Regions from separate parts of the Sus scrofa genome. Here regions 2, 3, 4, 5, 6 and 7 are each linked to region 1. A link is a contact called in public Hi-C and HiChIP or PLAC-seq data. All regions are on one chromosome and are shown on one strand. The core of a region is the stretch at or near the end of the contact, and the rest is flanking DNA. Distances in the headings are between cores, read along the strand shown.

Region 1 (3,375 bases), core at 406-2,905:
AAAAAACTACATAACGATACTAGTACAACTGGCCCTTGGGCTAATTAATGGGAAATGGGGAGGAGACAAAATTTTGAAGGCTAAGCTCTAAGAGCGTGCTGTAGATTTCCTAATGGAGAGGTGATGTAATACTGGAGAGCAGCCCTAAGAGGGAAAGGGATAGGCTGACAAAGGGAGCGCAGATGCCAGGGTGGGGAGAAGCCTGAGGCGGCAGGGAAGAGGTGGGTCACTAGGGAGCACAAGGAGTGTATCCCACAACGGAGATTTCAAGAAAAGAAGTGGCTGGACCGGCAGGCGGGGGGGCGGGGGAAGCCAGAGAGGTCCGATAAGACCGCCAGCTAACAAGGAAGCGGTGTGACATCTGGCAGGCGAGCCGACAGGGGGCAGAGCAAGCAGGATGTCACGTGGAGTGGTCGCTACGGGAGCCGAGAGGGTTGCGTGCGGATAGAGGGGGGTCTTTCCCACCGCCTGAAAGACTGCGTTACTCACAGGAGTCGCGGACTCTTCTTGCCCTGAGCTGGAGACGGGGGCTTCGCGGCCTGGGACTGCTGCCCTGGGGCGTCGGGAGGCCTGGCGCTGGGGCTGCTCCTCCGCCGGCGGGGATACTCGGCCTTCCTCCGGCGGGACACAGCGGCAGCGGCGGCGGCGGCGGCCGCCGCAGCGGCCCGGCCCCGGTCCCGACCTCCCCTCAGCACGCGGCTGGTAGTGGTCCCCGCAGGCGCCGCCACCGCCGCCTCCTCAGGGGGCTGTTGTTGGGGCTCCTCCGGAGCCGCCTTGGCCGCCGCCGCCGCCTCTCCCCCTTCCTGGTCCTGCTGCTCCGGGGGTCTCGGCTCTTCCGTCTCCCCCGGCATCGGGACTCGTCCGTCCCCCACCCCCTAATCCCAGGCGGCGGAGGCGGAGGCGGCGGCGGCCGCGACGCTGCTCCCCCCCGCCCCCCGGAGCGTTCGGCTCACTCACTGCGCTCCTCTTTTTCCCCCCCTCCCCTCCGCCCGTCTCCGAGGGCGCCCCCCCCGCCCCCTGCCACTCAAAGCCCGCTACTGCTGGCGGCGCGCGCGCGCCCGCCACAGGCGCACAGCGGGCCAATCGGAGAGGAGGAACAGCTCCTTCGCCCCGCCCCTCACAGTCTCTCGCGCAGCGGCGTACCGGGTTCCCGCCTCCACCCCTTTCTTCAGCCAATCAGGAAACGGCTCCGAGGGAACGCGCGAGGTTTCCTTCCCCGCGCACCCGTTCTCACCGTTAAACGGCTGCGTCTCGCGACAATCCCAAAGTGACCTTTTTTTTTCCCCACCTCCGAAGCTCAACGCGCGCGAGGGGCAGTGGGAGGGTCAGGTCTCGCGAGGAGATTAGTGGGAAGAAAACGCACCTCTTTCCCCTCCTGGCGCGCACCCTGAACTGGCTGCGCGCGCACCTGCCTCCCTAAGGAGCTGCTAATGCCGCAAGGGCTCTTTCTAGCTTTCTTCCTTAAGCCGCGGAAGTAGCCTCGGCGTTCTTCTTCCTCCACCCTGATCCCACTCTCCTGTCTGTGGCCTTTCTGTCCCCAGCGCCGCTAGGTCTTGCGGAGAGAAAGGGGAAATTTTTTTGAGCTGTCGCTTCTCCTTTAAGAAAAAAAGCCCCGTCGGCTGCCGGATGAAAGTCTCTGAAAAAATGGCGGCGGCAAAACAGAGGCGGGGTCGTGAGGGCAAGTAGGGCCCGCCTCTTAGCGCATGAGCATGGTTAACTTTTCCAAAGGCATCCTGGGAAACGAAGTTCGGCTTCTCCTACGCCTTAGGAAGAAAGCTAGGAAACCAGAGGCGGAGAGGCTTCTGGGAGTTTTTGACTGGTGCATGATGGGAAAGGTAGTTTACTCTTTCCGCAGTTAGAATTTGCTCTTCTGGGGAGGTTGTGTTTCCGGGTTAGGCCGCAAGGAGCCTGCGCAGGTCCGGGCACAACTGTTGATCCCGTTGCTGGTCGGGATTGCCTGGCAGGATTTTCCTTGCTTCTTTAACTTGGTGTTGGCGAATCATTTCTAGGGTGGCCACTTAATAGCCCTTACCTTTGTTTGGTTATATGGCACATCGTCTGAGACTGGCTAGCGTTCATATCTGCAATATCCGTCTTCTCCTGTGTCTGACCCACTAACCTGTGAGTGTCTCAAAGTCAAAGATTGATTGTGGTTCCATTGATTCATAGGGGGCTTAGCACAATCACCACCACTCATTTGATTTTTAATAAAAGTTTGTGGAAAGAATTGTAGAATTGTTTTTTTATTAGATGTCGCCGGGGACAAGGAACTGGCGTCAGTTGCTTAACCTGGCTGTGGTCCCTGGGCTGGAGAGAAGGATGAAGGGTTGTTTGCGTGACTCTGGTGACCCACCCAGAAAATTGAAGGCCTCCTTCACACCCCCCGCCCTGAAGCCGTGTGCTTCTGTGGTTTTTACTTGTTTTGTGTTGCACAGGAAGCGTGGTCAGAATAGCAGCTTTGTCAGAAATTACTTTTCTCTCCACCAACATGTGCAACTAAATTGCCCTAATGCATCAAAACGAAGTTTCCATTTGCTCATCTTCAAGTTGGATTTGGTGAGGGTAGTGAGCCTCTTGCGTTCCTTCCTTTCTGACTTTCATCTATTATAATCAAGAAGCGATCTGCAGGAACGATTCTTAACCATGGAAAATAAAACTCCGGAATTAAAAGTCTCCAAAGTAAATGAATAGAAACAAGATCTTGGGATCCAGTTTTAAGTGTCACATGAATCATTCAGTTAAACTGCAGTTGGAGTCCCACATTTGCAAGCCAAGGGCTGAGAACATTATTCCTTCCAGTGTTTTGGTTCAGTTACCACTTCAGATGGGCCAATGTTCATAGTCTTTGTGGAATGTTTCGCACTTTCATGGGGCTACTGGCATTTCAACTGTAAAAACTGTCATAGTGTAGATGGAAAATTTTCAAACCCCCATTTGCAGTGAGCATACTTTTAGAATGGCACTGACATCCAATGGCTGCTCAGAGTAATGCAGAGGTGGGATCTCCTTTATGTCAAAAAAAAAAAAAAAAAAAAAAAAAGTTTTGAGAGTCACAATGGAATGAAATGGAGAACAAATGATTCCTTTAGAGTAACCTAAATAGAGATCACTCTGTTGTAGAGGAAAGATTACAAACTTGGAAGATAAATCTATCTTATAGCAAGTTACAAAGCTACCTACTAATTCTGTTATCTTTAGCAAGTTACTATTATCTATTTCACCACTGGTAAAAATGAGGGTACTATCTATATCACAGAGCCATAGTTTTAGTTCTTTAAATACTGCCTTCTCATATTAGGCTTTTTTTAAATGTTTTATTCAAGGTGAATAAAATCACAGCAGTAAAAAAAAAGTGAAAGTTAATCTCAGTGTGAC
Region 2 (3,375 bases), core at 540-3,039, 960 kb after region 1:
GTTGCTATACCAGAGCCACAGCAAGGCCAGATCCATGCTGCATCTGCAACTATACCACAGTTCACGGCACCACTGGCTCCTTAGCCCACTATGCAAGGACAGGGATGGAACCCTCAACCTCACGGTTCCTAGTCGGATTAGTTTCTACTGCACCACGACGGGAACTCCCTATTTATTTATTTATTTTGCTTTTTAGGGCCGTACCCAAGGCATATGGAGGTTCTTCAGGCTAGGGGTCAAATTGGAGCTACAGCCGCCTATGCCACAGCCACAGCAATGTGGGATCTGAGCTGTGTCTGTGACCTACACCACAGCTCACGACAACACCAGATCCTTAACCCACGGAGCGAGGCCAGGGATTGAACTCACATCCTCATGGATCCTAGTCGGGTTGGTTAACCACTGAGCCATGAAGGGAACTCATTGATTAATTTTTAAAGAAAGGATTTGTTTTCTTAATGTCCCATTAGTCCATGTGAAGTCTGGGAGTATTTTTTTTTGGCTGTGCCTGTGGCATGCAGAAGTTCCCTGGGCCAGGAATCGAACCTGCGATACAGCAGTGACCCAAGCCTCAGCAGTGACAACAATGGATCCTTAACCAGTTAGAAGTTCGTGGGCATGTTAAGAGCACATGTAGAGTGAAGTTGCTCTGAAATCCCCTCCCAAGGCTGCTTCTCTGACTCTGTATCTGGACCCTGGAGAACCTAGTGCTATTCTTAAGCAGTCTGGCTACTGACTAACATACTTGCAGGGACTTCATCAACCCAGCTCATATTTCTAATTATAATTAAGATAATTAAGGTACCGCAGGCCTCATCTTACAAGTGGGGCAGTCAAAGGGCTTGCTTGGGGCTATGTAACTAGTGAGCACCTGGGTATAGAACCAGAACCGAGCAACCTGTCTTTGGGTGGTTATCCTTCTTTATCCTCCGTGTTTTAGTAGAGATCTGGAAAATACTCCCTGGTTCTGGCTTTCCACTGCCCTAATCTTTTATTTCTTTCTCATTAAAAAGAAGGGTGGGCTTAGAATCTTTTGAGTCCCTGGGGAAACCAGGAGGCTAGGCTTGGGAGTTTGTAGACTACTCTAAATATGCAAGAAGCTCTCCCTCCAATTCAGCTTTCTAAGCGGGGCTGGGAGGAAATGGCCACTGAACTAACTTGCACTGGGCTCGGAATGATAGCAGCGCAGCTGGTTCAGCTGGCTATCTCATGCTGATCACAAGCTCCGACGGCAATTATATATGTCTTTGATTAATAAAAAATGGAGCCATGAATGAATACTTAATCAACAAAGTCTGGCGGGTAGACTCTTTCAGAACCTGGGCTGGGGTGAGGCAGGGAGCAATCAAAGAGGTCCTTGGTGGTGAAAAAGCAGGATACTGCTTCAGGGGGATGGTTTCTGGAAAGATGCTGTCAGTGGGGAAAAAAAAAAAAATCCTGCGTGGCCTCCAAGTTGCCAGGTATGTTTTATCCGGGGAACTTACTGAGGACTATAGCTTGGGACACAGCCTCTTAGATACTCTGGGGAATACTCCCAAGAGGTAAAGGGAGGAGCCAGGATATCTAGGAGTTTTTGCTGGAAAAAAATAAAAATAAAAATCCATGCAGTCGAGCAGGAAAAGATTCCTGCTAATCGCAAAAGCAGACAAGTTCATGACTGTAGTTTTCTAAGTATGAGAAAAGGCAAGAATCTGAGGTCTTTGAAAAGTTATTCCTAGATAGGCATCTTAACTATCCAGGGCGGGGGCGTTTCCTGTTTTTCTCCATCCTGAATTTCCCTCGGGGCACACTGTCTGGTAGGCTGCAGGTACAGAAGTGGCTGGCAACATTCTTTGTTTCCTGAAATGCCAGGCAACGTCTTCTGTCTGCACAAATAGGGGAAAACGTGTTCTGTGCCCACCCACGTGGTCAACGCAGAGCACAAGGAATACGGCGTCCGCGTGTGTGTCCCCGTGTCCGCAGGTAAGCCGTCCGTGTGTGCTGTGAGTGCGTGACCTTTCCCGTTGCCAGTGTGAGCAACGGGATTGAAACGATCTCGGTCAGGGGAGGGAGAAGGCGCAGAGAAGAAGAGAAGCGGAAAGGGGATCAGGAGGTGCACGCCGGCGAGGTCCACCCGAGTGGAAGGAGGGGGGATTCCAGGGCGTGGTCAAAAAGAGCGTAGGACTGTGAGGCTCGGAGAAGAAGGAAATGATGGCGAGCGGGAGGTGGAGGACCTGCCAGGCGCCGCCCCGCTCACCCCGGCCCTTCCGGGACTGCTGGGGGCGTGGAGGGACTGGGAGGGGCGGCGGGAGGCGCGAATCCAAATCTTCAAAGGCGCCGAAACCCGCGTCCCGGAGAGCTCGGAGCCAGGCAGGCGAGTAGCTTGCGGCGCAGGGCTGGAGGCGGCGAGGTCCCGGGGCCGGGGAGTGATGAGGCCCTGAGGACAGGCGACCGGGGGTGGAGGGTGGGGGGGGGACGGAACGGGGTGGGGGAGCTTCTGCCCCAGGACCTCAGAGCACGTGCCGGAGGGAGAGCGGGGTGGGGGTGAGCGGCTTCTGGGCGCTTTCCCGGCAGATGGTGGTGTGAGGGGGGCGGCGGGGAAATGGGAGACTGGGGGAGTGCCAGCCGAGGGTCAGGCAGGATCGTGTTGAGGTAGGGATGTTTTTAGCATTAGACTGGCCTGCAACGTGACTGACTGGCCCATGTGACCTGGGGAAGTTGAGCCTTTTGTCGGTCAACTGAACATAAGAAAACACCCACTTTGCCAGGATATTGTGAGGACATGTGTCAAGTCTCCCATCCCCTGTTCCTGGTTCAGAATTGCTGCTATTATTTTAGCGGATGTCTCCTGAATTGGGGCTCTGTCTCTGCTTTCCCACCTGTTGCCAGTTGTGGGATAGAGAGGCCTTTGCAGCTGTTTCTGGCTGTTTCTAACCGCTGGCCTCTTTATCGTACAGAGAACGCTTTGTACACCTCTGCCTTTCCCTCAAGCCTCCTGTACCCAGCAGCCTCTGCCTTATTTTATAGGATCCAGAGAATCGCCCATTGATGGGTTTTGCCCAAGCCTGGAACAGCCAGAACAGCCAGAGAGCTTCCTGAACAGAGGGCCTGCCAAAGGGATTTTCCAAGTGCTGGAACGCCAGGCTTCGCAGCGCCTGTGGTCAGCCCAGGAGACCGCCCTTGGGATTTGAGGATCAGCTCCACCTGGAACCATGCAGGGAGCGAGCCTGCCCCTTCGGATGGCCACTCTGCTGACGGGGCTGCTGGAATGCATCGGCTTTGCGGGTGTCCTCTTCGGCTGGGCATCCCTGGTGTTCATCTTCAAAACAGAACGTTACTTTGAGAGCCTGTGTGAACCGAATGCCACGCTCATGGGCAACGCCACAGGGCCAGCTG
Region 3 (3,375 bases), core at 394-2,893, 860 kb after region 1:
AAAAGAAAACGAGGGAGTTCCCATCGTGGCGCAGTCGTTAACCAATCCGACTAGGAACTATGAGGTTGCGGGTTCGGTCCCTGCCCTTGCTCAGTGGGTTAACGATCCGGCGTTGCCGTGAGCTGTGGTGTAGGTTGCAGGCGCGGCTCGGATCCTGCGTTGCTGTGGCTCTGGCGTAGGCCAGTGGCTGCAGCTCCGATTCGACCCCTAGCCTGGGAACCTCCATGTGCAGCGGGAACGGCCCAAGAAATAGCAAAAAAAAAAAAAAGAAAGAAAAAGAAAAAAAGAAAAATCCAGGGAGATTAGGGTGGGTTTTTTTCATTGGTGGGGGGCGGGTTGCAGATCGAGGAATATATTAAGTTTTGAAAGAAAGAATTCACAGTACCCTCCTTTTCCCTCACCCAAAGGCTCTAGGTTAGCTCTGGCAGCAGCCACAATTGCTCCTATTCATCTCTTTATGGCCTAGGGCGTCTAGTAGAAGTTGAATAAGACACACTGTACTTTTGTGTGTGTGCGTGTGTGTCTTTTTGCCATTTCTTGGGCCGCTCCCGCGGCATATGGAGGTTCCCAGGCTAGGGGTCGAATCGGAGCCGTAGCTGCCGGCCTACGCCACAGCCACAGCGACGCAGGATCCGAGCCGCGTCTGCAACCTACACCACAGCTCACGGCAACGCCGGATCCTTAACCGCTGAGCAAGGCCAGGGATCGAACCCTCAACTTCATGGTTCCTAGTCAGATTCGTTAACCACGGAGCCACGACGGGAACTCCCCACACACTGTCCTCTCGACTCATCTTTCTGCAAGCAGGAACCATGCCTCACTTGTCTTTGCAACCCCAGAGAAAGCCTGGTGATCTGCACACAGCCGTATTCACACAAAGGCCCCAGGAGCACTTGGCTGCACATGGGAATCACCTGGGAAATTTTAAAATTTACTGATATCTGGAGTTGTCGTCGTGGTTAATTAATCGAACTAGGAACCATGAGGGTGCGGGTTCGATCCCTGGCCTCGCTCAGTGGGTTAAGGATCCAGCCTTGCCCTGAGCTGTGGTGTAGGTCGCCTGGGATCCCGTGTTGTTGTGGCTCCAGCATAGGCTGGCGGCTACAGCTCCGATTAGACCCCTAGCCTGGGAACCTCCATATGACACGGGTGCGGCCCTGAAAAGACAAAAATAAATAGATAAATAAATAAAGTTTACTGATATCTGAATCCTACCTCCAGGGATTCTGATTTAATTGGTAGAAAGTGAGGCCTGGGCATCAGGATTTTTTTAAAGCGTCCCAGGTGACCTTAAGTGCAACACAAGCTGAGAGCTGCTGTTTGCAGGGCGGGGGGGACGGACGACCCTTTTTCCTTCCCCGAGTCAGATATGCGCTCTGGACTCAGCTCTCCGGCGTTAGGGGCGAGGGTTACTGACCTCTGCGACCCTACCTCTCCTACTCAAAACACTCAAACCTCTCGGTGACACCCCCGGGGACTTGAATTCTAACAGGTTGCAGGCGCTCTGCGTTCGGCCTAAATCTCTATGGTATTTTTGAGTCCTCTCTAGCATGTGGGAGACGCCTTAGCCTTCAGACAGGGCCCTCTCTATGGTATCAGGTTTCCCGGCACCACCTAGATGGTACTTCATTCCGGAAGCGAGTACGGATCGGGAAGAGGCGGGATTTCCTCCCCGGAAGGGACCCACGTGCTTCCGCCTGACCCTACCTGGGCACCCGGTGAATTTCCAGTGTTTACCCGAAGTTGGGGATACCGGGGGCACAGTGACAGACCTCCGGCCGTGGTGAGCAACTTCTGACCTCAAAGTGACCCTGATGATGGTGCGGCCTTTTCAGTTTAGGGCCTGGTCTGGGTCCGGGCGCCGTAGTTCCGCGTATGATCCAGTTCTTAGGGCCCCCGCAGGTTCATGACAGCGGTTTAGAGTGTTCTGTTCCGGTTTCCCCATCTCCTTCTGGATAGAGGTGACCTCGAGGAGTTGGGCGTTAGGGCACCGAGGGTCGATTTACAGCCCCGCCATTAACGTGCTCTGTAACCTTGGGCAAGGCAGTGTCCCTTTTGCGGGTTCAGCCTCCACGTCTGTGAAATAGCGTATGAGGTCAGTGGCCCTTGCTGGTCTGATGGTCTGTGATTCCTCCACATTCTCCAGCCCCTGGTATGGAAAAGCGAATGGGAGGGCTGGGTGCTGACCGTGCCGTCTGTCCCCAGGTCTAGGAGGCCAGAAGGAGATCCCCTCGACCGTTCAGGGCTGAAATGGACCCACTCAGGGCCCAGCAGCTGGCAGCAGAGCTGGAGGTAGAGATGATGGCTGATATGTACAACAGGTAAGGACCGAGTCCGCACTACCTTGTCTTTAGAGAATGACCCTAGGTCACCCTTTCCAAAGCCAGAGGTGGATGACTTATGAAAAACGGTGGTCTACCCTCCCAGCACTCATCCCCCCCCACACCCCAGGCCCACATGGTTAAGGGCTAATCCAGATGTAGTGTGGGGTCACTAGAGGGAACTAGGCATTTAGATTGGGATGGAATTGACCATGAAGGAGCTGGACAGGAGGAGAGGGTCCATCTCAGGCTCTGGTTAGTTTCCAGGAATAGTTCAGCATTTGCCTTTTGACAAATAGCACATAGGCCACTAGTCACATTTCTTTTCTTTTTCTTTTTTTGATTTTTAGGGCTACATGTGTGGCATATGGAAGTTACAAGGCTAGGGGTCGAATAGGAGCTGCAGCTGCCAGCCTACATACACCACAGCTCACTGGCAATGCCAGATCCTTAACCCACCGATTGAGGCCAGGGATTGAACCCGCATCCTCATGGATACTGGTTGGGTTTGTTACTACTGAGCCATAATGGGAACTCCAAGTAGTTAACATTTTCTAAACTCTTACTCCATCTTAGACACATGTTGGAACATTTTATGTGCATTATCTCTTTTTATCTTTGCTGGATTAATTTTACTTATCTTGTTTTAAAGCGAGAACATTGAGGCTTCTGGAGATTAAGTAACTTTCTCAGGGTCCACAGCTGGTCAATAGCAATGTCAAGACCAGTACCTCAGTGTGACTTCTAACTAGTGCCTATAACCATTTGGCAAATTTGGGAACAAATCATAGCTTCACCAACCAGCACTTCTATGGCCTTGGCCAAGTTACTTGGACTGTTTGACCAGTGGTTTCACCACCTATAAAATAGAGTTAATAATAATACCTTTCTCATAAAGACATTATAAATATTTAATGTTAAAATATATGACAAGCTCTTAGGACTAAGCCAAACACAAGCAAGTAAGCAGTCAACAAATATCTGATAATTTTTTTTTTTTTGGTCACGTCCAGGGCATGTGGAATTTCCCAGGCTAGGGATCGGACCTGAACCA
Region 4 (3,375 bases), core at 495-2,994, 810 kb after region 1:
ATGGTACTTTATTGTATATGTTCTTGTATAGGCCATAGGATTTTATAAGCCATCGTGCCTCTGAAATCATTGCTAAATGAAAGAATCAATGAATGTTGGAGAATAAAAAGATTCCCTCCCCCAAGATAGCCCAATTTTATAGCTTCCTTCCTGAGGAAGCTTTGCAGGTCTCCAGGTAGATAGGCCCATCATGGGAACATCTAACATATGCCCTAGAGACAACACAGTCCGAGTTCTTACCGAGCAGGACGTGGGTGAGGAGGCTGGCGATGCTGAATGGGGAGAAGACCATGTTGGTCCCTGCCTTCTTTATTGCCGAAAAAGCATGGTAGAGCCTCACGGAGAAATCGGTCAAAGCCTCCCCCAGCACGGCCTCTGCTGAATGACTCTCCTCGGGGCAGGAGATGGAAGGCACTGGGCAGAAGGGCTTGGTAGTGGGCAAGAAGGGCTCGGTAGTGGTCAAGAAGGGCTTGGTGGTGGGCAGGGTAGTTGGTTCGATGGGTTGAGTGGTGGACTGGTTGACGGGCTGGGTGGCACTGGTTGTTACGATGGTCAGGTTGGTTGGGAAGATGGAAGAGCTCTTGGTGGGTTGAATGGATACAATCTTGGAAATATCTCCCTTTGCGATATCACCTTCATTTTTCCCTTCTTCCGAGCTCCCTGGATCCACATGGCTGACATCATTCAGGGTTGAGGAGGCTCTATCCTGTGGTTCAAGAGACTTTCTTTCTTTCTTCCATTTTAAGGCACAATGCCCTTCATACACTCAACACAGGAAGAGAAGGTGGGATACCAGAGAATTATTCTCGGGAAAGGCTGGTGGGAGAGGGGCCTGCCCTGGAGCCACCACCGCTAATTCTTTCAGACCATGCATGGATTATCCCATTTCACTGAGAAAAAAGATATATGAACTAACTACCCAGAGTCTTACAGAAGCAGGAGGCAAAACTAGATGTCAAACTTTGGTCTCTGATGCCAGACCCCTTGAGTACATCATCTGATGCATCTCCAAGGCCAGTGCCAATGCCAGCTTCCACACGTGCCCTGAATGCACAGGCCAAAGTACCACCCACCTTTCTCCTGGGCTCATCTGTTCCCCCTGACCTCCCAGACCGCTGTGGAGAGCTTAGGTCTCGGCAGCCCACCTCCCCACCCTCACAACGCAGTTTTCCTGAACAAACCCCTCGCTTTTGTTTTTTGTTTGGCCAATGCCTGCCGCATCTGAAAATTCCCTGGCCAGGGATCGAACCCATGCCACATTTGGAATCAGAGCCACAGCAGTGGCGACTGCCGTATACTTAACCCAATGAGCCACGAGGGAACTCCCCAAACCCTCGATTTTAATATCAAAAAATGCTGTCCCTCTCCTTGCCCTCTTTGATCCTTCTGCTTTATTTCTCCATTTTGTGAATCAGGGCAGGCAGGCTCGGAGAAGTAACTGGCTCAAGGCCAGCACAGCCGGCACCATAGCGAGTCAGAATTAGACCTTGCCTGGGCCTGAGTTCGCCGCTTTTTCCACGTTCTGTACGAACTCCTGTGCGAGGGTCACATTTGCTAATCCCAAAAGGAGCTCTCCTCATTCTCCGGAGCCTGAAGGGTTAATCCTCAGCCCCGACCCCTACCCCCACTTCCCACCCCCACCCCAGGAAGGGGCCACTCACCCCAGCCAGCAGCAGCAGCAGCAGCAGGAGGGTCAGCGGGGTCAGCCTGAAGGCCATCTGGGCGGCGACGTCAGCCCGGACCTGCAGGGCCAGGCAGCGTCGGTGCCAGCTCCAAGCCTCGGGCCTAGGGGGCCTCCTACTACCCCACCCCTGGGCCCGCCCTCATTCCATTCCAGGCCCGAGCCCCTCTCTGCGAATTCCCCCTCCTCCCGCCTCCCTCCCGGGGCCACCTTCTCCCTGGCTCCTCCCCCTGTTTTGTTTTCCCCAAAACCGCTTCCCTTTCCCGGCACCGGCTGGCCCTTCCTCCCCCGCCCCGGACCCGGGTCTCCGTCCATCTGTTCCATCCAGAGGGTCCTGCTTTAGCCAAACAATGAGGCCGGGCCAGGGGGAGGAGGGGAGGTCCAGAGGGGCTGGGCACGGCAGCCCTGGGGATGGAGATGGAGGGGAAGGGGGGTGGAGGCAGAAGCCTAGGTGGCAGCAAGCCTACTAGGTCTGCAGAGATTAAGCGGCACTGGGGGAGGGAAAGAAGGCTAGGAGGATGAAGAGAGCTCCTTCCCCCAACTCCCCCAGACCCAGCACCAAACCTGCTCCCCACTCCTGGTCACTGGGCAGCTTCAGAGCCGACTGAGTGGACAGTCTCACAGGGTCAGGGAGGGTGGGGTGGGGTGGGGGTGGGGGTTGGGTCTCAGCTATTGGCTGGCCCAGGACACTGCCCAGTTACAAATTAAGGATGATTGATCACTGGTGTGAATTCCTGTAAATCAGGATGGGACGAACCACTTGGTCCAGCTTTGCAAGCAAGTTCTGGAATGTAGCCCAAAGCCCCTTGGGAGCCAGGAGTGGGGAAGCCTGGGTGCAGCTCTCAGCTCTACACACCCAAGCTCCTCCTCCATCTTCGTGGGTCATGATGGGGACAGCACTGACACAAAATGTGCTCCACAGTTTGCAAAGCAACCAGCTTTCCGGGAATTGGCCATCTCAAAGTAAGGGTTGGGAAATAGGCCCATTTGGTAGCTAAGAAACTGGGAGTTCCCGCTGTGGTGCAATGGGATCAGCGGCATCTCTGGAGTGCAGGCATGCAGGTTCAGTCCCCAGCACCTCTGGGCGGGTTAAGGATCTACGTTGCCACAACTGCAGCGTAGATCTCGACTATGCCTCGGATCTGATCCCTGGCCCAGGAACTCCATTCGTGCCCTGCAGCACTTAAGTGGCTGGCTCTCGATCGCCCTCACTTGGAGATAAGCCTGGACCCCACTTCCGGAAGTCCGAATCTCGCCCCTGCTCTCCTCCCTGGGTGTTGTGCTTCTCTGCCTGGAGCTGGAACAAGTGGTTTTCTTGTGCAACAGAGGAGGAATCTGAGGCACACAGCCCAGCAAGTATTCACCTTAAGTGAAAAACAGAAAGTTGGGGTGTGTGTGATGAGGGGTGGTAGGGCGTAGCCTGGGAGCCAGCAGACCTGGCTGTGAGACCTGGCTTGCTGTGTGACCCTGGCTAGTTGCTTTCCTTCTCAGCACCTAGCTCCCCTCTCAGGGTTGCCAGATAACATACAGGAAATCCAGTTAAATTTGAATTTCAGATAAACAACAACAAAAAATTTATTTGGAAATATGTCCCATGCAATATTGGGGCATACTTATACTAAAAATATTGGGGGGGGGGAGTATCTGAAATTCAGATTTAACTAGACTAACTCTGTATAGCAAAACTTATTTGC
Region 5 (3,375 bases), core at 600-3,099, 750 kb after region 1:
TCTTTCTTTAGAACAAGTGGTATCAGGTATAAGAAAAATGACATTTTTCATGGCTGTGGTTTTGACCCCGTAACATGGATTTAATTTTTATTTTGCGTTGCTTCTTCTGTCTCCTCTGTTTCATGTCCGAAATGGAAATTTAATAAATTACTTAAGAATGGGTCCGCAGAAACGTTTAACAGTTTGAGATGGACTTATTTTCAAATTGTCTTTCCTAAAATCATGGAGCAATATACCAGCCGAGAGGGAGCAAAGAGTTTTAATTAGCAAACTTCTGCACAGTTTTCAACCCTGACAGCAGCCCTTCCCTCCACCCCACCTTGGCCCTGGCTCTGACCTTATTATAAAGCTTGATGTTGGTTCCAGGAGTGGTGGAACCAAAATGATACACCAAAGGAGCCTGGATGGAGAATCCCTCTTCAACATCTGCTGGCCGTTCAATGTAGAGGGCCCCCATGGTACCAGGGATGGACACAGAGCCCTGGCCTACATCCAGCTCCACGTAAGTGGGACGGCGGCCCAAGCGCACTGCATAGTTGAGCAGTAGACGGCACACTGTGGACTTGCCCACATCAGTGGGGCCCACTACCATCACCCGGGGACCTCGCTCTTCTTCCTTCTCTGCCTGCCTCCGCATCTGCTCCAAGGCAGTGTGAGTGTTGAGATAAAGCAACATAGGGGTGTCTTTGGAGACATAAGCCACCTCGGTGCGACCACTGAGCTGTAGCGAACAGCCATGCCAAGTGAAAACAGCCACCTTGGCACCAGCATCAAAGGTGAATTTCTTGTTTCGGGTCAGCTCTGTGCCAAAGATTTCTGCCATGCCAGCCAGCAGCTCCAGCTGAACTGACTGAGATGCCTCCACCTCAAAGCGAAGTTCTGTTTCTCGCTCGAGTTCAAATTTAGTTGTTGGCTTCTTGTCATCATTGGCCTCCTCTCCCATCTTTTCTGCGTAGTTGTTGTGCCTAGAACACAAATGTCAGATCTAAACATAAGTTAGGACTCAGTTCAAAATCCTTCACTGGCAGTTTCTCTTTACCCTGCTTTATTTTTCTCCTTATCTCTGATCACCATCCGCTTCACTATATATTTGTTTATTGTCTGTCTACCCTCACAAGAATGTAAGGGTTGGAACTCTAGTACCTAGGATGGGGCTAGACAACCCAAAGGCACCTCTATAAATACACCGAGGGAATAAATGACTCAGAAATAAAAAGAAAGCAGTCTCTACAGATTGACAGACTTGATTTCATCGCCTTCATCGCCCCCTTCACCACTCAACTGGGATATTCCAGAGTTGAAAAGGCAACAGATGGCCACTCCCTAAGCCTCTTAGTCAACAAGAAAGGCGTTAGTAATTCGATGTAAAGCAGAGAATATCGGTTTCCGGTTTCCGACTTAGAAAACAGAATTAAGGCCCTGCTCAGCAACTACTAGGTAGTGTCTTTAGAGAAATCAATCACCTCTTCCTCAGTTGTCAACTGGAGGCACTTCCCCTTCCACACACAAAGTTCTGGGGATTAACAGGGATTGCTGGAGGAGAAAAAAAGTTCGTGAACTAGAAAACGCCGAGGAAAAGCGAAGAATTATCTCTGATCCCAGACCGCAGCTCTAAATCCAGCGTTTGTCCTAGCCTCCCTAGACAGTGAAACCTGTCCACGCTCCAAGGAGGCGACGGTGCGTTCCTAAGCTTATTACCTTACCTGTACAGGCACGAACCCAACCTTGTAAATCAAAAAGCCCTCCTAGGCAGAAACTCAGACCAACTGCTAACCGCGCTCGCCTAGATCCACGCCGGAAACTTGGGCGTTTCCTTACTTGCGCAGTAGAGGAGATGTGGACGCGCGGTGCTCCCTGGGACATGTAGTCGTGCCAGAACCGCTGCGAGCGACCACCTGGCGCAGTCGCTGGGCCTTCTGGGACTTGTAGTTAAAGGATTGTTTTGATCGTGATGTCAGCGGTGGGCGGGGCGGCGGCCGCCGAAGTTCGCGTTTCCACGGGAGGGAAGGGGGTGGAGTGGCGGTTACGCCCCCGCGCGGGGCGGGGACTGGCGGAAGGGTCAATGGACACCAAAGCGCAGAGGATGCGGATGCTCACCGCTGTTCTCCGCTCAACTGCCCTCCGGGAAGGGGAAAGACGGAGGGAAGGGGACATTATTTAGGTCCCATGGTCGCCTGGAAGCGGGGAAATTAGGGAAACTCCATTTGGATACGAGAAAACCTAGGGGTAGAGAAAGTGGAGGAAAACAGCATAAACAGAGACCAACCCGGACCTGAACCGTCACCAATTAACTGATACAGTGCTTGGCCCCTAGGGGTCATTAAAAAAATGTTTTTTGAATAAAAGTGCAAGAATTCTTCCACTTACTCTGTAAGTCAGTCATTTCCCAACAACCTCTCATTTATTTTTGGCCCCACCCGTGGTGTGTGGAAATTTCTGGGCCAGGAATCAAATCCGCGGCACAGCAGTGACCAAAGCCGCTGCAGTGACAATGCCAGATCCTTAACCTGCTGCATTACAAGAAAATACCCACTCCTCTTATTGATCAAGGTGTTTTGTTGGGAACTCTGTTTCCCTCCCTAAATCCCTGGCAGTTATACAAGGTCAGTCATTTATCCAACAAACAACAGGTTGGGCAATGTCTGTACTCTTCTGATGAGCTTGGACTTGGAATCTTGTATTCTTTGCTATGCCGCTTGCTTACTGTGGGACTTTGGGCAAATCACGGGCTTAAACTTTCTAACACCTAGTTTCTTAATTGTAAAATATGGATAAAAACAATACCCAGCCAAAATTGTTTTATTTATCTTTTTGTCCTTTTAGGGCCGTACCAGTGGCATATGGAGGTTCCCAGGCTAGGGGTCTAATCAGAGCTACAGCTGCTGGCCTATACCACAGCCACAGCAACGCCAGATCCAAGCTGCGTCTGCCACCTACACCACAGCTCACGGCTGCGCTGCATCCTTAACCCACTAGGCAAGACCAGGGATCGAACCTACGACCTCACGATTCTTAGTCGGATTCATTTCCTCTGCATCAGGAGGGGAATTCCTTAGCTCTTAAGTTTTTATTAGAGGTTGAGGAGGGGGAGCTACAAAGATGCCATCCATTTGTAGTTTACATTTCACAAAACCCTTTCAGCTATCCTCTTTCACAGCCACCTGTCAAGTCAGCTCTACTCAATTTCAGGTGAGGGAGGAGACTAAGATAGATGAAGGGACTTGCCCAAGCTAGTTCTCAAACCCAAGACTTTGGAGTTTGAGTCCACTTATAATAATAGTGAACGCACAGTGCTAGATGTCACATAGTGTTCTGTGGGCTTTACAGGGGTAAATTTAATCCTCAAAGAATCCTGTGAGGTACAAACACACTGTG
Region 6 (3,375 bases), core at 314-2,813, 730 kb after region 1:
CCAGAAAAATGCTCATTTTAGATCAAGATACAAGACTTAACCCCTTGCACTGAGGTCCATGATCTTCAGATTCCTTCTTACCCTGTGGCTCTTTCCATTTGTTTTTGACTCTGTCCTTACCTCCCTTTTAACCAGGCACAAGAGCTAGGGACTAAGTATGAAACTGACACCAGCTACACTCCCTTTTCTGGAACAGCCTGAGGCTTCTGGATCCCAGCCATGCCCCACTGACCTGCACACTGGCCCAAAGCAAGGGACACCACCTGCCTCTCTGGCTCCTCTTCTCTCTTCCCAGCTGGCTCTGAACCACTCTCAACTGCCTACATCAGATATTCCTGAGAATTTTATTCAACTAGAGGCTAGTTCTCAAGGTAAAGAAAAGGAAACCACTCACATATAAGGATGCCAAGGCACAGGACTAGACCCTTTGAGATCAATAAATGAAGCAGAAGAGTGGAGGAGGGGGCGGGGGGAAAGCAGGTATCAGACCAAAGCAGCCCTAAATCCTGCAGGAAAAAGAAAGTGGCCACACATCCAATATTCCACAGGGTTCAAATCAAAGATATGCTTTAGGTAACTTTTCCTTGACACAAAGAGTGACCTGGTCCATGACTAAGCTCAGTTTCTGTCAGGACAGCAGTCTCAGCAGGAGTGCTGCCAGCGCTCTCCCTTTCTCTGAGGATGGTTCCTGGGAGCTGGAAGGGTCAGAAGAACATCTGCTGTGCTGCTTACTTGGTCAGTAGTATCACCCTCTCTCCCATGTCAGCTCAGGAAGAACTCCCCATTACAAGACAGTGGCTCAATACCCTAATCTGCTTTGTGGCTGAGAATTTAATCTCCAGAATTAGGCCAGCATCTGTCCTCGTCCCCTTTATCTAGACCAGCCAGAAGGAAAGGAAGAGTTCACTGAAGGAAAGGAAGAAGGGGCCGGAGAACAAGACAGTAAATGAGCCTGGAGAGTTATTCCACAGAAGCCCTGGATTCCGTTGAGAGGTGATCTGTCTCCAGCAAAATTAAAAGCACAGCCCTGAATCGTGAGTCAGGACAGTCTGAAAGACCCGAGCTCCCTAATGAGAAAGAAACTAATGATAAGAGGCAAAACTCATTGTCACAAAGCATCTCACAAGTCTTTGTCTTTATCACCACCATCTATTTATTCAAATTCCATTTAACCTGTCATTAAAAAAAAAAAAATTAAGTAAATATTTATGGTGCACTGGACTTTTTAGATAGTAAATATCAATTAACTCTTTGCTTCTCTGGCTGGGTCAGGACATAATTGGGAGACAAAATAATGAAGCTCAGAGGGAAGGCACTGATTTCAGTGCAAAAAAGGGACTTTCTGTCACAGCTCTAGTTTTAGTCGACTGAAGTCTCCTATGGAAGCCTCTTTCCCTGGGAGTTCTTTGATTCGGAAAAGCTGTCCCCATACCTTGGCAGGGTTTGGGGTAGAATACAAGCAAGAAGGCAGAGTCTTTACAAAGCCCCACCCAGAGCCTGATCCTAAGGAGGGAGGGAGAGAAACTGAAAACCAGTCATCCAGGTCAGAGCCCCTCCCTAGTTCTTAGCTGTCACTTCAATTTCCGCCCAGGGAAGAGGAGAAAGGGTGACTCACTTGACTCCCACAGCCTGGGAAGATAATTAGAAGGGAAAAAGAAATTAAATCCTTAGAACACTGAGGTGTCCATGATTTAAGTCTTATTCCTAGAACTGACTACTGAGACCTCTTGAGCTTTTGCAAAAAGTAAGTTTATCTCCAAGGGAAACAAAGGTGAATGAGAACAAGCCATCAGTCCCCTCACAGACCCAGATGTCCATCTTTCTGACCCCATTTTTTCCTTCAGTTTCTGCATTTCCAAAGCAAATCACCTAGTTTCTTGGCTCTAGTGCCAATGACCTGCCCCCGGATAATGAACTTTATCCCTGCAAACTGCAACCTTCTTGATATCAACACATCCCAGCTGAAGTGTGGGACTCTAGAATCAAGTTCCAGTATCTGTTGCCAAAATCAAGCCTACCCTCACAGTGGCAACACAAATAACCTCACAGGCAATAGCTGCTCCTAGATTCAACTTAAAAGCCACCGCTTCCAACCACAGCACTCTGAGAAAACATCCCACCCAAGAGAGGCCTGTGTGAGAAGAGCCTGCTCCTGCTGTATCCCGCATTCTGCTGGGCTCCAGGAGAGGCTTGCCATTGCTACAGTACTTTGCCAGATTCCTAGGTGACCACCCCAAGTGGCCTGTCTGAATCTGTTGCCTTTGATGGAAGGAGATGAGGGCCGGGCTGAGGAGAAGCCGTCCGGGCTCGTCCTCAGCCTATGGCAACAATCACAGAGCTCCAAAGTATAGGGAGTGGCTGTAGGCCGGCTGACTCATGATGAGACTCCCAGACCGACACCATCCCAGGGAGAACAGGTTCTTCTGCCCACCTGTTTGCCACTTCTGTTTTCAAGGCCAAATAAAATATTGGGAGAGTAGATTTCAATACCCACACTCTTGAAATCTTGAAAATCTGTTTCCTAGCCCTAACTCTTTCTACTATAAAAACAAATAAACGAACAAAAAACTGCTTAAGTTCCTGGTAAGAAAAATAAGCAGCAGTCAAGAAACTTTGGATTTTAATCCTGTCTTTTTTTTTTTTTTTTGCTTTCTTAGGGCCGCACTCATGGCATGTGGAAGTTCCCAGACTAGGGGTCTAATCAGAGCTACAGCTGCAGGCCTATACCACAGCCACAGCAACACCAGATCCAAGCCATGTCTGCAACCTACATCACAGTTCACGGCAACGCTGGATCCTTAACCCACTCAGCAGAGAGGCCAGGGATCAAACCCGCAACCTCATGGCTCCCAGTTGGATTTGTTTCCCCTGAGCCACGAAGGGAACTCCTTAATCCTGTCTTGATCAATGCTTTGCTATGTAACCTTAGGCAATCCACAGGAAACTTTCCAAGCTTGTTACTTCAGCTACAAGTTACATATATAAGGGAAAAGGAGACAATGTTTGAAAAGAGCCAAAAATTCTTTTCAAACCAGATGGCTTAATACTGAGCGTTCATGGGATAGAAAACAAAACAAAAGAAAATGATTAACTATCTCCATCATCATCATCCATTATCATTCCAGCTCCACCTTCATCCCGAACTCCACTTCCTCTGTCTCAAGTACTAGATTCAAGAACACTTAATACAGAGGCACTTCGCTCCTCAAGACCAGGTCTGTGCATTCCTCCCATGCCTAGCACATACCTGGAGTGGGACTAATGTTCTTTGTTGATGAGGCTAGGCTAGGACGAATACCCCACTTCTTGCCCCTAGGGCTCCTCAAGATTCCACGGGAAAACAACCTCCCCTCTTCTAGATGGGTAAATTTCTCA
Region 7 (3,375 bases), core at 501-3,000, 710 kb before region 1:
AGCCTAACCCAGAGTGAAACTAAGGATCAAACCCACACCCTCACAGAGACAGCATTAGGTCCTTAACAAAGAGCCCCAAGGGGAACTCCCAGGAGTCTATTTTAACAAGCCCTCCTGGTGAAGCTGTTGTATAACACTTGTTGTACATTACTTGATGAAAATTAATACATCATCTGAAACTAGGCTCACAAAAAGTACATTTTGTTCCTTTACCATGATCTAAGAAATAGGATGTATAGAATCTGTAAATACCGCAGTGGATTTTTTTTACAACCTTTGGAAAAAGGATGGCAAGGCCAGAGAAAGCATGATAGCGATGCTAATTGATGTCGCCTCTCAACTGTCAATCGCCTTTTCCACCTAGCTGGTGTGCAGGAGAGACTTTTCTTCCACTCACTCAAGAGACACTCTCCAAAGGCCTCATATCTTATTTCGAAAGAATTACTTGTGAAAAGAATTTTTACCCTCTCCATCTTAATAATGGGCCTACACAGCTCAAGAAAATACATTTGCCTAAAGTGGCCCTCATTCATCTCCCTCAAAGACAGCTGTTGCATGAGAAAAACATAATTTTATCGACCATCTCTATCTTGTTTTCTGTTTCTTTCATTTCTGCTCTTTACTATTTCCTTATTTATCCTTTCTTTGACATCATCCTATAGTTCATTTACATTCAGGCTTTCCTATTCTCTCATAGAAACTGCTTTAGCTGTATCTCAAGTCTTTATACGTTAATAAGTTTATCTACTTTCCACTATGTTTTCTCAAGCAGTCCATTAATTAGAAGTGTGGAGTTTTTTAAAATGTTCTGATGTCTGGAGTTCTCATTGTGGCACAGTAGGTTAAGTATCCAGTGTTGTATTTGAGGTGGCTCCAATCGCTGCTGAGGCACAATTTCCATTCCCTGCCTGGTGCAGATCCAGTTAAAGATCTGGTGTTGCCACAGCTGTGGCAAAGGTCACACCTGTGGCTTGGATTTGATCCCTGGCCCGGGAACTTCATTTGCCACCAGTGCAGCCAAAAAAAAAAAAAAAAAAAAAAAAAAATTCTGACATAATGATCAGAAAACTTGATCTGCAACATCTAGAATCAGCAAACTCTTTCCGTAAAGGGCCAGAGTAATTATTTCAGGCTTTGCTAGCCAAATAGCCTCCATTGAAAGTATTCAATTATGCCTTTGTTGCCCCAAAGCAACTAAAGACAATATGTAAATAAATGAAGATGGCCGTCTTCCCACAAAACTTTACTTTGAAAAAAAAAGGCAGCTAAGCAGATTTGGCTGTGGGTCACACTTTCCCAACCTTTGGTCTATATGGCACCAATTCTCACTGTTAAGAAGTGCCCCTACCTAATACATGAACTTTTGTAGTGTTCTATGCGTGCTTAAAAGTTATCATCTTATCCCCAGCCTGCTCCACTTTAACATTTAGGTCTGTCCCATGTAAATATCCTCTTTTGTTAAACTGTCACAATGATTAAGAGACTGGGTTTCTGGAATGAGAGACCTGGTTGCCGCTTGCCATTGAGTGGTTTAGGATAAACTGCTTAACATCTCTAATCCTCAAATTCCTCATCTATGGAGAAAATAATACCACCTACCTCACCGGATTGGCATAAGGCAGACTTCAACCATCAGTAGAAGTACTACTGGAATCATCATGCCATTGAACCACTACTTTGTGAGGCAGGTATCATTAATCCCGTTTTCCAAAGAAATTAAGGCTCAGACACGTTTAGGTAACTTGCCCCAAATCTGACGGCCCAGTGGCAAAGCACTGATTCCCACCCAGAACTTCTATTTCCAAATCCAAGTTTCCACTACTCAGGCTCTGATTAATCCGGTCATACCACCACGTAAGGAATTTACTCTATGCCACTCCCAGGCGAGGCTGCACTTTAAGACACCGGAGAAAGGAGTTGCGAAACTGCACAAGAATTCGTGGTGCAAGGACTAAATTTCGTAGCCAAGTTTAGTCTTCAAGGGGAAAGAGTGAGTTCGGCTAGCGGAGATAACAGTTCTCCAAAGAGACTTCTGAAAACAGGCTGCCAAGGCACCTGGACAAATGCTTTTCTGGTCCTGATCCTCTAAGGAGGTGGTGTCACCCTACGGCGCACTCAGCCTCGATGACCTTGCTGCCCACGGCTGTGCTGCCTTTTTTGGCTCCCTCACTCCACACGCTTGATGTGCCTGAGCCCTAAAAATACCTCCCTGGTTGAACCTCCCTAATAAGCCTTCGGTTTAAAGAAAAGAGGAAAAAAAAGCCTTCATCTCTGAGACACATAAATCACAGCCCTGACCTGCTGTTGACTCAGCGGGTGACGTGCCGCTGAAAGTGGCGACGAACTCAGCCCCTTTCGATGACCTGAACTTTAACTTTTTTCCCCTCCACTCGGTGCCTATCGTATGTCGTGAAGACCGCCAAGCAACCCGAAGACGGTGTTGGACGCTGGAAAAAGTGCCCAGGAATGTCCATTTCTCCCAGCCTAAGCTAAGCCTGGGACTCTCCAAAGCCATATCCTGTGACAATCACAAGGCTTTTCTCCGCCCCGTCGGTGACGGAAAACTCGTGACTCGAACCTCAGCGTCGGGCGGGCGCAGAGAAGCCGGGGGCGGAGCTACAGGTTCGGATCGCGAGGAAGCCCCCGACGGGTGGCGCGTGCGCAGTCTCTCGCCACGGGACCTCCTTCCCGCCGCCGAGACTAGGAAGCGGGACGCCAAATCTGTCCCCGCGCAGCCGCCGCCGCCGGGCGCGGAGCGGGGCGGCCGCCCTCCCCGAGGCGCGCCTGCGCACGTTCCCACGCACGCTCCGGCGTACGGCGGCGGCCAGGGGTCGCGAGCCGGTGGAGGACCCGCGCGCGGAGGAGCCCGGAGAGTCAGCGCTTCTTCCCTCCCTCCCCCATTCCCCTCCCCGCTCCCTCCCCCCCCTCCCCAAGAATGTTCCGCTACGAGGTGAGCTGTTGCGACCGGAAGTGACCCCTCCCTCCCGCCGGCACGCGCCCCCCTCTCTGTTTCTCTCACGCTCAGCGCGTCGGTCCGCGCCCCTCGGGGGGAAAAGGGGGGGCGGAGGGGCCGGCAGGACCGAGCAGAGTGTGTGGGCTCTGGGGTCGCGGGTTTAGTCCAAGGGCTGTGAGCTGGCTTCGTGGGGGCGGGACTGTCCTATCAGTTGCTACTGAGGAGAGTTGACCTCTGTTTGGGGGTGGGGAGGGCCCGTTAAGTGCGGTAACCAACCACCCCCCACCCCACCGTACCCCCGGTGGGGCTCGGCATTGAGAGCCTTGCACCCACCCGGTGGCACTTAAGGCTTAAGGAAGAGCCACAGGGTAAAGCCCAGGGACGCATTTCCCGCCTAAGACCCAGAACTATCATCTCGCATT

Evidence for each region. Hi-C and Micro-C count contacts between places; a contact is called where the count stands out from the background. HiChIP or PLAC-seq counts read pairs in DNA pulled down with a chosen protein or histone mark.
Region 2: a contact with region 1 is called in an H3K27ac HiChIP or PLAC-seq map of alveolar macrophages. The contact joins the promoter of SLC43A3 here to the promoter of ZFP91 in region 1. A contact is called at or near these places in 1 of 5 promoter capture datasets (fetal liver) and 1 of 2 datasets of contacts at active chromatin or transcription factors (alveolar macrophages).
Region 3: an H3K27ac HiChIP or PLAC-seq map of skeletal muscle shows a contact between it and region 1, with 12 times the contacts expected there. The contact joins the promoter of TIMM10 here to the promoter of ZFP91 in region 1. A contact is called at or near these places in 1 of 5 promoter capture datasets (liver), 4 of 47 Hi-C or Micro-C datasets (heart right ventricle, liver, psoas muscle and 1 more) and 2 of 2 datasets of contacts at active chromatin or transcription factors (alveolar macrophages and skeletal muscle).
Region 4: an H3K27ac HiChIP or PLAC-seq map of skeletal muscle shows a contact between it and region 1. The contact joins the promoter of SERPING1 here to the promoter of ZFP91 in region 1. A contact is called at or near these places in 1 of 47 Hi-C or Micro-C datasets (epiblast stem cells) and 2 of 2 datasets of contacts at active chromatin or transcription factors (alveolar macrophages and skeletal muscle).
Region 5: a Hi-C map of liver shows a contact between it and region 1, with 13 times the contacts expected there. The contact joins the promoter of CLP1 here to the promoter of ZFP91 in region 1. A contact is called at or near these places in 3 of 5 promoter capture datasets (fetal liver, fetal skeletal muscle and liver), 7 of 47 Hi-C or Micro-C datasets (blood, heart right ventricle, liver and 2 more) and 2 of 2 datasets of contacts at active chromatin or transcription factors (alveolar macrophages and skeletal muscle).
Region 6: a contact with region 1 is called in an H3K27ac HiChIP or PLAC-seq map of skeletal muscle. The contact joins the enhancer-like site here to the promoter of ZFP91 in region 1. A contact is called at or near these places in 1 of 5 promoter capture datasets (liver), 3 of 47 Hi-C or Micro-C datasets (blood, epiblast stem cells and heart right ventricle) and 2 of 2 datasets of contacts at active chromatin or transcription factors (alveolar macrophages and skeletal muscle).
Region 7: an H3K27ac HiChIP or PLAC-seq map of skeletal muscle shows a contact between it and region 1. The contact joins the promoter of PATL1 here to the promoter of ZFP91 in region 1. A contact is called at or near these places in 1 of 5 promoter capture datasets (liver), 7 of 47 Hi-C or Micro-C datasets (embryonic fibroblasts, liver, mesenteric adipose tissue and 3 more) and 2 of 2 datasets of contacts at active chromatin or transcription factors (alveolar macrophages and skeletal muscle).

Annotation. Positions count from the first base shown.
Region 1 is chr2:12,530,626-12,534,000 of Sscrofa11.1, forward strand. ZFP91 (E3 ubiquitin-protein ligase ZFP91) reads right to left here and starts at 1,656. Exons shown (of 11, transcript XM_021083007.1): 1 at 490-1,656. The coding sequence starts at 851.
Region 2 is chr2:13,489,124-13,492,498 of Sscrofa11.1, forward strand. It overlaps SLC43A3 (solute carrier family 43 member 3), which reads left to right and starts at 1,790. Exons shown (of 13, transcript XM_021083039.1): 1 at 1,790-1,962; 2 at 3,007-3,375. The coding sequence starts at 3,192.
Region 3 is chr2:13,391,582-13,394,956 of Sscrofa11.1, forward strand. It overlaps TIMM10 (a long non-coding RNA gene), which reads left to right and starts at 1,644. Exons shown (of 3, transcript XR_002341482.1): 1 at 1,644-1,783; 2 at 2,206-2,321.
Region 4 is chr2:13,336,435-13,339,809 of Sscrofa11.1, forward strand. It overlaps SERPING1 (serpin family G member 1), which reads right to left and starts at 1,745. Exons shown (of 7, transcript NM_001123194.1): 1 at 1,662-1,745; 2 at 241-706. The coding sequence starts at 1,718.
Region 5 is chr2:13,283,359-13,286,733 of Sscrofa11.1, forward strand. It overlaps CLP1 (polyribonucleotide 5'-hydroxyl-kinase Clp1), which reads right to left and starts at 1,850. Exons shown (of 3, transcript XM_003122716.3): 1 at 1,704-1,850; 2 at 338-965. The coding sequence starts at 943.
Region 6 is chr2:13,262,883-13,266,257 of Sscrofa11.1, forward strand. All of the region lies in intron 2 of ZDHHC5 (palmitoyltransferase ZDHHC5), which reads right to left. Among named protein-coding and RNA genes, the nearest start is that of ZDHHC5, 12 kb to the right of the region's middle. Within about 2 kb of position 1,564, at least 25 of the 83 cell types and tissues checked have an H3K27ac peak or open chromatin away from gene starts, as enhancers often do. A contact at or near this core is called in alveolar macrophages and skeletal muscle, where this site is marked.
Region 7 is chr2:11,825,066-11,828,440 of Sscrofa11.1, forward strand. PATL1 (protein PAT1 homolog 1) reads left to right here and starts at 1,751. Exons shown (of 19, transcript XM_021082992.1): 1 at 1,751-2,950. The coding sequence starts at 2,936.